2 separate regions of the Sus scrofa genome follow, and region 1 is linked to region 2. Evidence: chromatin contacts called from public HiChIP or PLAC-seq data. All regions are on one chromosome and are shown on one strand. The core of a region is the stretch at or near the end of the contact, and the rest is flanking DNA. Distances in the headings are between cores, read along the strand shown.

Region 1 (4,600 bases), core at 391-2,890, 290 kb before region 2:
AAGAGTCCTTTGATTGACAGGCCTGTAGGAATATGCACAGGTGCTTCTAGGACCATAGGAAGTCTTGTTGAATAAGCTTTCTCTGTGGATGACCAGCCCATCCTCTCTGCTTCTTTAAAAGAATGATTGAATCTAAACATGACACACTGATGTTCAGGAAAAAAAAACGAGAGAGGGAACTCAGTATCTTGAAAGCATATCCTAAGGCTTTTCTTCAGGTAACCTTTATATTGAACCATAAAAAGATTAAAGACACCTTCTGCTGGACTCAGGCCCTGTCATTCATGTTGAGATTGTTTGGGGAAAAGAGGTGCTGACACCCTTACTAAGAGGAGTCAAGGTCTTCCAAGCAGGAAACTGGTTTGATGACAATATGCTGAGTTGTCAGTTTAGCTGGTGGCTGCTGTCGGCCTCAGCAACTGGCTCTCTTTTGACTTCTGACTTTTGTGTGTGTGTCGGGGAAATCTTATGAGTCACAGTTAGCCTTTGCAGCCTGATTAAGCTTGTAGGAGCCTCTGGATTGGTGCATAAAATGGATTTTGCCAACAGTTGTGTTCAGCATCCCCACAGGAGAAAGGCGAGTTGGTTCCGAAATGGAAACTCTAGACAAACAACTGAAGGGAAGGACACCTCTGTGTGTAAATGCTTCCAGATGCAGAGAGATTTTCATCTCATTCTCGGCAGTTTTCCTTTTCAAGGGTTAGTGAGAAGGAAGCATTGGAGCAAACCGCCTTGGAATCCTTCACCCCGGTTTCCCATCCAAGTGATGCCAACTGACAGTGGCAAGGGGAAAACCGTGTCTAAAAAAATAAATCTTAATCAACTCCCTGTAGCCTATCAACACATGCTTTTCGGAAGAAGAAAAAGAAGAAACGTCTGAGGAGAACAAGGCCGAGTTGGTGGAACATCTTGAAGGGGGCTGGTCTCCTCTTAGAAAATTAAAACGACGTGCAAGTAGCTCGGAAGAGCCTGTGGTTGCTAAGTAAAAGAACATCAAGGAGCAACTTCAAGATACACGTTTAAAACAAGTGTCCAATGATTGGAACATAAGTTTGTTTGGATTGGTTTCACCCTTTGAAAGGGTTCTGAACAGAGTTATAAATTTTGTTTTTTAACTAATTGGGCCAATAACCAAAAAGAATGCCATTTGGCTTATAAAATACTCTTTGCTCCCACCTAGCAAGTCCTCCTCTTCTTGCTTCCTACCAGTCATCCTCCCCTTCTTCTCCAGCTTCCTGTACAAAAGGTAGAGTATGACATCTGCCTGAAGCAAAAATGCAAGCATTTCAACCCAATAAGTAAAGAAAAAGGAACAAAAGTCTGGGTATACCATGTTGCTCTTATTCTCCCTGGCTGACTCCCATTACCCCTTTCTTGTTATTGTCATCATGTCTTTTAAGCATCAGGCCCATGGGCTCTGCTCCCGCGTGATTTAGAATCTGCTGATAGTGGCTGGAATAAAGCACAGAGAATCTTTTAAACTGAAGGTCTAAGCTCACTGCATTTGACCACCGTATTCTTGGGCTTAGATGTTTACTCAGTAAATGATGCTCTTCAGTGGTGGCGCCTGGGCCATTGCCCAGCCATGTGGAGCAGGGCGAGTGAATGTGACTTCCCCCTTTGGAGGAGGTGTCTGCAAATCAGAACAAATGGGACCCTGGTGAGAATGTTCACCTCCCAGCTCCTCTGTGCCAGGGCGGTGGATAACAACAGGATGTGGGTTTGAAACACGTGTAAGCTTCTTCAAGCTGCCTCTTTCAGTTTCATTCTTTTTTTTTTTTTTTTTAAGGCACTAGAAAATATAATTCACCTATTTAAAGCAAACATTTTTTTCCCTTGCTACCTATATGTGTTGTGTCATAGTTTTATCCCATATCAGGACCTGATTCCATTCCCATTTCTACAAGCCACTCAGGTAACAATCTGTATGTTATGCAAATAAAAACATGGCATGTTTACAGCACAGGCAGATTATGATGTACACTCAAGAAGTTTCACTTTCTGTAAATGTGGGACTAGATTGTATTCATCATCTGCTAAGGGAGTTCTACTGCTATACCTCTGGTCTTGGTTGATGGTTTTAATAAACAGGACCAGAAGATGTCCAAAGCCACAAGCATATGGTTGTAAAAATTGAAGACATTTAACTCCGAATTAATTTCTTTTAAAAGAAGTTGTGAGATTTGAGCAAGCCATACATTAGGATCAAGTACACACATCCGTATGCACTTTTATCAGACTGGAAAAAATCAGAGACTGGAGAAAATGAGAAGGTATTGACTCCATTCTTTGTATTTTCTGTTGTGATTCCAGTCCTCACCTTCCCTTCAGTCTCCCCTTTGCTCCTCATCTCCATCCATTCTTTCTTTTCTGTTATTAGCTGTCTTTCCTGTCCCATCTGTCTTTCCATTTCTTTTTACCTTGCATTCTCCTTTTCCCATCACCCTTAGGATACCGAGTTAAGAGAGAATACAGAGGATGGTCAGGAGTGGTGAGCAGAGAAATTTTCTAGAGTTTTTTTTTTTTTTTTATCTCAAGTTTTGAGTTGTCTTTGCACTTGAAGTAGGCACATGGTAGCCACTTCTGGTCCTATTATCTTGAAAATTCGAAGTCTCTTTTCTGGTTTTTCTGTCTAATGAAGACTTGGTTGGCTTGTGGGCTCTGTAATTATGCTCACTGAACAAATACCTTGAAAGGGAAACAATTCCAAGTCATGTATCAAAGATTCAATCTGACATGTATTTACTAAATGCCTGACATGCCTATGCATTTTGTTTCTTCATTGTAACAAGAGAGAATGAATTCATATTCTGTGCTGGCACTGTGCTCTGTGTGGAAAATGCAAAATGAAATAAATCACAAAATTCTTAACTTCAAGAATTTATAGGGTAATGGAGGAGAAAAGAGTATAAAAAGATTAGTTTCAGGGTGACAGGAGAGTGATCTAATAACACAAAATTGTAACTTTAAAAAGACAATGCAAACCAGTTACCTCTTGCTTAATGGAGTAGATGGGCTACAGGAAATTTGGCAATAAGACAAGTTTATATAAATTGAAATATTTTCCTACAACTCCTCTATAGAATTGGAAATGTTTTCCCGCAGAAAATCTCGATGCAAAACTCGAGATCACAGTAAATACTATATTGTGCCTATATCTGGCCTCCTGAAAAAGGCCATCGCCGTTTTCATTTGCAGTCTCCATTCTGCCACTCGCTCTTTCTACTTGTACTTTTCTGTCTCTGAGATTGTCACTCTATTGGGACCAGAAGTATTCCTTTCTTTCTTTCTGGAATCTCCTCTCTTTTCACATTAAGCCCTGGAGCTCAGTTTCCCTTCTTCCTTTCCATTGAGAGCTTTATTGCAGCTACAAGAGTCAAACAAATGTATTCCAGCCTAGACAGGCTCTGTGGTTTTGGATGTGTAAGATGAGTGACTTCCTAGCTTCATCCTTCTAGCTCAAGAATTGACTTGGGGAGAGGAACACCAATATCCATTCATTTAATAAATATGTATTGACTGCCTACTCTGTAGTCAGAACGCAGTCTCTAACCTCAAGAGCTTACCATGCAGCATAGGAAGACAAGCATTAAATACTTATTTGCTAATAACTGTGACAAGGACTACAGGGGGCAAGTAGAAGTTTCTTTAAACAGGTGTACGGGGAACAGAGTTTGTCTGGAAAACGTAAAAAGATCAGGAAAGGCTTCCCTGAGGAGGTGATATTTAAACAGAGATCTGAAGGCTAAGTAGAAGATTGCTCCAGGCAAAGGGAAGAATAAAGGTTTGTGGGAGGGAGGCAGGAAGAAACACAGTAGTTTTGAGGAACTGAGAGGTCAGTGGGGCCAGAGGAAAGAGAGCAAAAGGCAGAGTGAAACAGGGAGGAATAGGATTAAGGTCACAGGCTCTGGAATCAAATTTCCTGCGTTAGAATCCTGGCCTCCCAGATCTAATCCTTTTGGTTCTAAATAACAGAGAGCCTGCCTAGTTGCGGTTAATATATCAAGAACAATAGGCAGTCCAGGGTTAGTGCAAGACTTCTCTGAGTTCAGCACAGGCGTCCTTAGCTGAAGGCTTTGCTGGAAGTGGCCCTGGGGCAGGATGGTCCCTTGGAGGCAAGAGGGAGGGGAAAGGTGCGCAATGCCAGACTCTTTTGCCAGAAAAGTTAGAAGCTTCTCAGAAATCCTCCAGTGGACTTCTGCCTCCGTGTCATGGGCCTGAGCACAACCCAGATAGTAAGGACAGCAGGGAAAGTGAGAATGAAGATTCACCAGCTGGGATCAGGGAGGCGGTGCTGTGAGGAAGGATTGGGGATGTGTGTTGGTTCCCTCAGGAAACAGCGCCTGGCATAAGCGCTCTCTACCTTTACCATCTTCTGGCAAGTAAGTCGCCTTCTCCAGTTTCTCATCTGAAAAATGGGGACCACAAGAATCTCCACCTGGAGGGGTTGTTCTGGGGTTAATCAAAGGAATGTCTGTACTCCAACCAGCCTGAGCTCTGATGATCTGCTTGACAGATATGCAGCAATCGGGTCCTGAGGAGCTTCGTAAGCCGTGTTGATAATTCTGGGCTGATCTTTAGCACCACGAGAAGATATGAG
Region 2 (4,796 bases), core at 622-3,121:
GGTCTGTTGGCAATTCGCAGCAATTAAGACCAAATTTAACCCATAGCATGGCAAGCCTGCCAGCCCAGAGAACATCGAATGTAATGATCACATCCAACACAACAGCGCCAAACTGGGCCTCTCAAGAAGCAACAACCAAACAGCAGGAAGCACTGAAGTCCACAGGAGTTCGCTTCCCCACCGGCACCCCTACAGCCTATACTCCAAACCAGCCCCTGCAGCAGGCGGTAGGTGGCCAGCAGTTCTCCCAGAGAGCGGTGGCTCCTCCTAATCAGTTAACACCAGCAGTGCAAATGCGGCCCATGAACCAAATGAGCCAGACATTAAATGGACAAACCATGGGTCCGCTCAGAAGTCTGAATCTCAGACCCAATCAGCTAAGCTCACAGATTTTGCCGAATTTGAACCAGTCAGGAACAGGGTCGAGGACAGGCATAAACCAGCCACCATCCCTGACACCCGGCAGTTTTCCTTCACCCAGCCAAAGTTCCAGGGCTTTTCAAGGAACTGACCATGGCAGTGACTTAGCTTTTGACTTTCTCAACCAACAGACTGATAACATGGGCCCTGCCCTAAACAGTGATGCTGATTTCATCGATTCTTTATTGAAGACAGAGCCTGGTAATGATGACTGGATGAAAGACATCAATCTCGATGAAATCTTGGGGAACAACTCCTAGAGGAGAAAAAGGAGACAATTCACAAACTCCAAGCACTAAAAGGCAGTATTTTACAAGGACTCTGTCAAGGCCAAACTGTTGACTTTTAGCTGAACGACATGAAGATACCTGGGTTTAGCAATGGAAAGCAAAAAAGTAACTGCCGTAGGAAACGTTTTGGTCCAAATGCTTGTTTTAAATCTCAAACCCGAAAGCAAAACAGTGGGATCACTTTTCCCTGTCTAAACTCCGGAACACAGTATCCAGTTTCTCCAAACAGAACTGTGATGTTGATGTGTAATTAGTTGTATAAAATAGGCTTCCTAAGCTCCTTTTCTTCCTGAAAGAAAAGTAGTAGAATTTGTAGCTTGTTTAAACCCCATGTCATGAGGAGATACTAGGTCCAAGCTCCAAGCAACAAATTCCTTAATTTGCTGTCATAGATATATAAGTATGTTTTAATCTCTCCATTCTGCCTTTTCATTTAGGTTTCCTAAGACGTCCAGGGTAGACTGAAACGCTATAGGTTTGTTTGCAGTAACCAAACAGGGTCTCTGATAGAACCTAGGGAGTATCCAGGGGACAATGGAATTTCTTCCCCAGATTCACCCTCTCACTTTTTCACTTTTCTCACATGTGCTGTGCTATGTCTAGTGATGAAACAAGAACACAGAGCTGGCCAACTTCATTTGGGCTTCCACAACCAATTTTTGAATCCAGTTTCCACATCTTGGATTCAGTCACAACTGGTCCTAATCACACCGAAATATTAGTGCACACCTGTCTGCATCAGCTTTCACTTTTTAAAAAAGAAAACACCCCACTGGGCCTTGCTCTAAAGGAGATGGATTCGACCACAGATAAGCTGGGGTGTTGCTTATCGTGATGACCCTGCTGATTAGTTCTCAAGCTGGGTGAACTTGAGCCTGGCCCTGCCTGCTTATTTTGATGACCAGAGACTGATTTGTAAGAAAAGGAAGTTTAGAGACCAAAACTGAGATTAGAAGGTATCATGTTTTGGTTGAAGATAAGAAGCAAAAAGTCAGGACCGGGATGGCAGGTACCGGTGGGTACAAATCTATTTTATCGCATTTGAAGGAAAGCCTGATTGAGAGAAAAAACAATTTGGCCTTATTTGGATGCATGATCTGGGTGAACAGCTAAACAGAGCATGCCCTGTTAGTAGCAGCCTACTCATTCTTCCGTCCCTGATGTGATGAATCATTGCCACATGCTAGATGGGCCCTTTCTGTCCAGGTTTTCTCCCTCAGGGCTGAGCACTGTATCAAAATAAGAGTTCCTGTTGAGTCACGGAATAGATCAGCTGTAAAATGGGGGAGATGTGGGCTGATTCGGGATGTATACAAAATATCACTATCATTTTCCTCATTCCAGAGGAACACAGGCTGTCTTCATCCTTTTTAGTTATACACTCACATATTCAATTATCAAATGATATTTAACTGAAGTCATTTAATAACTCTTTAAATACCTGTTCTAGAAAGAACACATTTTGAAAGTTCTACAAAATCCTCTTCCAGATGACTAGAAGCACTCTCTTTCTTTTACACAATACCAACATCACTGGCCTGAAAATCTTTTCTGTGCTGGGTTGTAAATATAAATAAATTACTTGTTTTGTAAACTTTTGTAAAGAATATTTTGGTAGAAATACTTAAAGCATATTCTTTGGGTTATATTTATACATATGTGAAATAAATATACTATCAAAAGGTTATATTTTATACAAAAAGTAAATTGTTACCTTTTGTATGCTAATATACAAAATTTTGTATAATACGATGGTTTATTTTTAGCTCTACACTTCAACCCTAGGTGGTCAAGTGGGAACTTTTGAAAACTATCAAGAGGCTTGTTAGACAAATTTATATTCTGAAACCTCAATAAGAAAGCATTCCAGGTTTCACTTCTTTCCTTTTTTTTTTTTTTTTTTTTTTTTTTGCTGCCCCCAAATTCTTTTTTAAACCCATAGTTCTTGTGTCTTGTTGGATTATTCTGCTGTGCACATTGTATTGGTCCTTGTTGCATGTGGTCTACTGTGTGTTTTCCCATTTTATAAAACAGTGTTTCTCCATGCAAAAAAATAAGGAAAAAAATGATGTACATATAAACACTTTCATTTTATGGCTCCTCCATGTTATTGTATATATCTGCCAGCACGTCCCAGTTACACTCCTGCGATTCAGCTTATTTTTACCCTAACATAAATAGTATGTTTTGTAGTAGCTATCAAATTTAAGAGAAAAAGCAATCAGAATGTTTGGATTTTCTTCTATCTTAATGTGAATTTCATAATTAATGTCTATTTATTCAGCTATTCATTAAAATACAGGATTCTTTGGAAAAAACTGGTGTAGTCTATAGTTTCTGTTTTGTTGGCAGCCTATAACCAAAGATGATGTAATTCTCCTGAAAGCTGAGATAGTGATGATTTGATAGACATACACAACCAAAACTTCAGGATTTACAACTTAAAAGCTATCAGAATATAATCTCCCTTTCGTAGACATACCAGACTACTTAATTGTCGGCCTTGTTTCTCATTCTGACATATTATACACAAAGTAGAAGTAATTTTTCTTTTTTTAATACAAAGACTAGAAAGCAATTTAAGCAAACAATTCATTCCTGGCTTTGCATTAAGCCCGACGAAGATAGATAACTGCTCTAAGTGAATGCACTAATATTACTTGCATTACTGTAATTGTATCCGTAACTGTAAAGATTTCAACTTGTAAAACAAGTATTTTGTATTGTGTGTAATTTCATGTGTTAAAAAAAAATAGTTTAAAAAAATTCAGAAGTGGTTCTCTTCTATGAAATCCTGCTTTGAGTCACCAGTAATATTGTTGCTATATCACAGAAAGTTCTGAGAACTATGAATAGTCATGGGCAAATTTCTCTCTGGGAAGCTTCTAATACTAGTGAAATGCTGACTTGGCTCATTTCAGTGTTCCTCACTTTGCTTCGAAAGTCTGTATTTAGATCTCATAGGCACAGCAACTACTAAATACTGGAGAAACACCGCTTAATTTTCAGGCACGGTGGACCTTTGCTTGGTCTGCTTTGTGGCATTTGTTTCGCCCAGGCTGAGGGAATGCGGGGCCAGGTAAACACAGCCTCACTGAGCATATTTACATAGTCTTTCTGGGGAGTCAAAGAGGCTGAAAGAAAGACGGGCCTGTGTAGGAGGCAAGGGGAACAAGGCTACCAAATTCTCTTGCTCCACTGTTGAAACATGTTGTTGGGGTTCAATGGTACCTTCCCCTTCTGCCAAAAAAGATGTGTGACATTCTCCCTTTTATTAGCATTATTAATGGAGCAATAATAAAATTGATATTTTATACAGTGGTTGTCCAGTGACTCTAGACGTTTCTAAAACAAATCAATAAAAACAACATCAATAAAAATAAATAAAATTAAGAGAAAGAAATGTATAATTCTGAAATACCTTTGAATCTTCATTGTGTAGCCATGGAACTAGGAACGAGAGCGTAAACGTGAGTCCGGAAGGGAGAGAACAGTTCAGCTTCTTCCTGCTCCGTGGTTGCCAAAGGCAGTACAAATGCTTAAACGCTGTCTCCACAATTTCCACTTCATATCTCTGAGACTGTGTTTCCTCACTCAAAAATGAAGACTCGGGGATGAGATAGCTTCGCATTTCTTCCCAACTCTAAAAGTCTGTGATTGATTTTTTTTTTTTCCAAAGCTAAGTGGAAAGTTAACCAAAAAGATTCAAAGCATCAGTTTCAAAATAAAGAAGTCACCGTTCACCCAAACTTTTGAATGTTTTCAGGTTGCCAGTCAATTTCATTTAGCAAAGCATCCCTCTCCTTTAAAATTAAATCACATGAAAATGAGAGTTCATCCAAAGCCAGAACTAGTCCATTGACAAGCAGAAAGGCAATGCAGGGACAGGGGCCACTGACTCAATACAAGGAAGTCCTGAATATCAAAAGCTGGGATGTGATATTAAGTGGTCATTTTCCTGTGTTTCCTGCCCAGACAGCTCCTGTGAAAGATGATTGCTCCCTGTGTATCTCTGCCTGAGGGAGTACTTGCATACTCAACCCATGTGTGGGACAAGCCATGAGAGCTGGGGAGTTAATGCCCCAG

Evidence for each region. HiChIP or PLAC-seq counts read pairs in DNA pulled down with a chosen protein or histone mark.
Region 1: an H3K27ac HiChIP or PLAC-seq map of alveolar macrophages shows a contact between it and region 2. The contact joins two enhancer-like sites. A contact is called at or near these places in 1 of 47 Hi-C or Micro-C datasets (embryonic fibroblasts) and 1 of 2 datasets of contacts at active chromatin or transcription factors (alveolar macrophages).

What each region holds. Positions count from the first base shown.
Region 1 is chr9:28,283,186-28,287,785 of Sscrofa11.1, reverse strand. All of the region lies in intron 1 of MAML2 (mastermind-like protein 2), which reads left to right. Among named protein-coding and RNA genes, the nearest start is that of MAML2, 87 kb to the left of the region's middle. Within about 2 kb of position 1,640, at least 23 of the 83 cell types and tissues checked have an H3K27ac peak or open chromatin away from gene starts, as enhancers often do. A contact at or near this core is called in alveolar macrophages, where this site is marked.
Region 2 is chr9:27,996,111-28,000,906 of Sscrofa11.1, reverse strand. MAML2 (mastermind-like protein 2) reads left to right here. Exons shown (of 4, transcript XM_021102335.1): 4 at 1-4,796. The coding sequence ends at 680. Among named protein-coding and RNA genes, the nearest start is that of MTMR2, 24 kb to the right of the region's middle. Within about 2 kb of position 1,871, at least 16 of the 83 cell types and tissues checked have an H3K27ac peak or open chromatin away from gene starts, as enhancers often do. A contact at or near this core is called in alveolar macrophages, where this site is marked.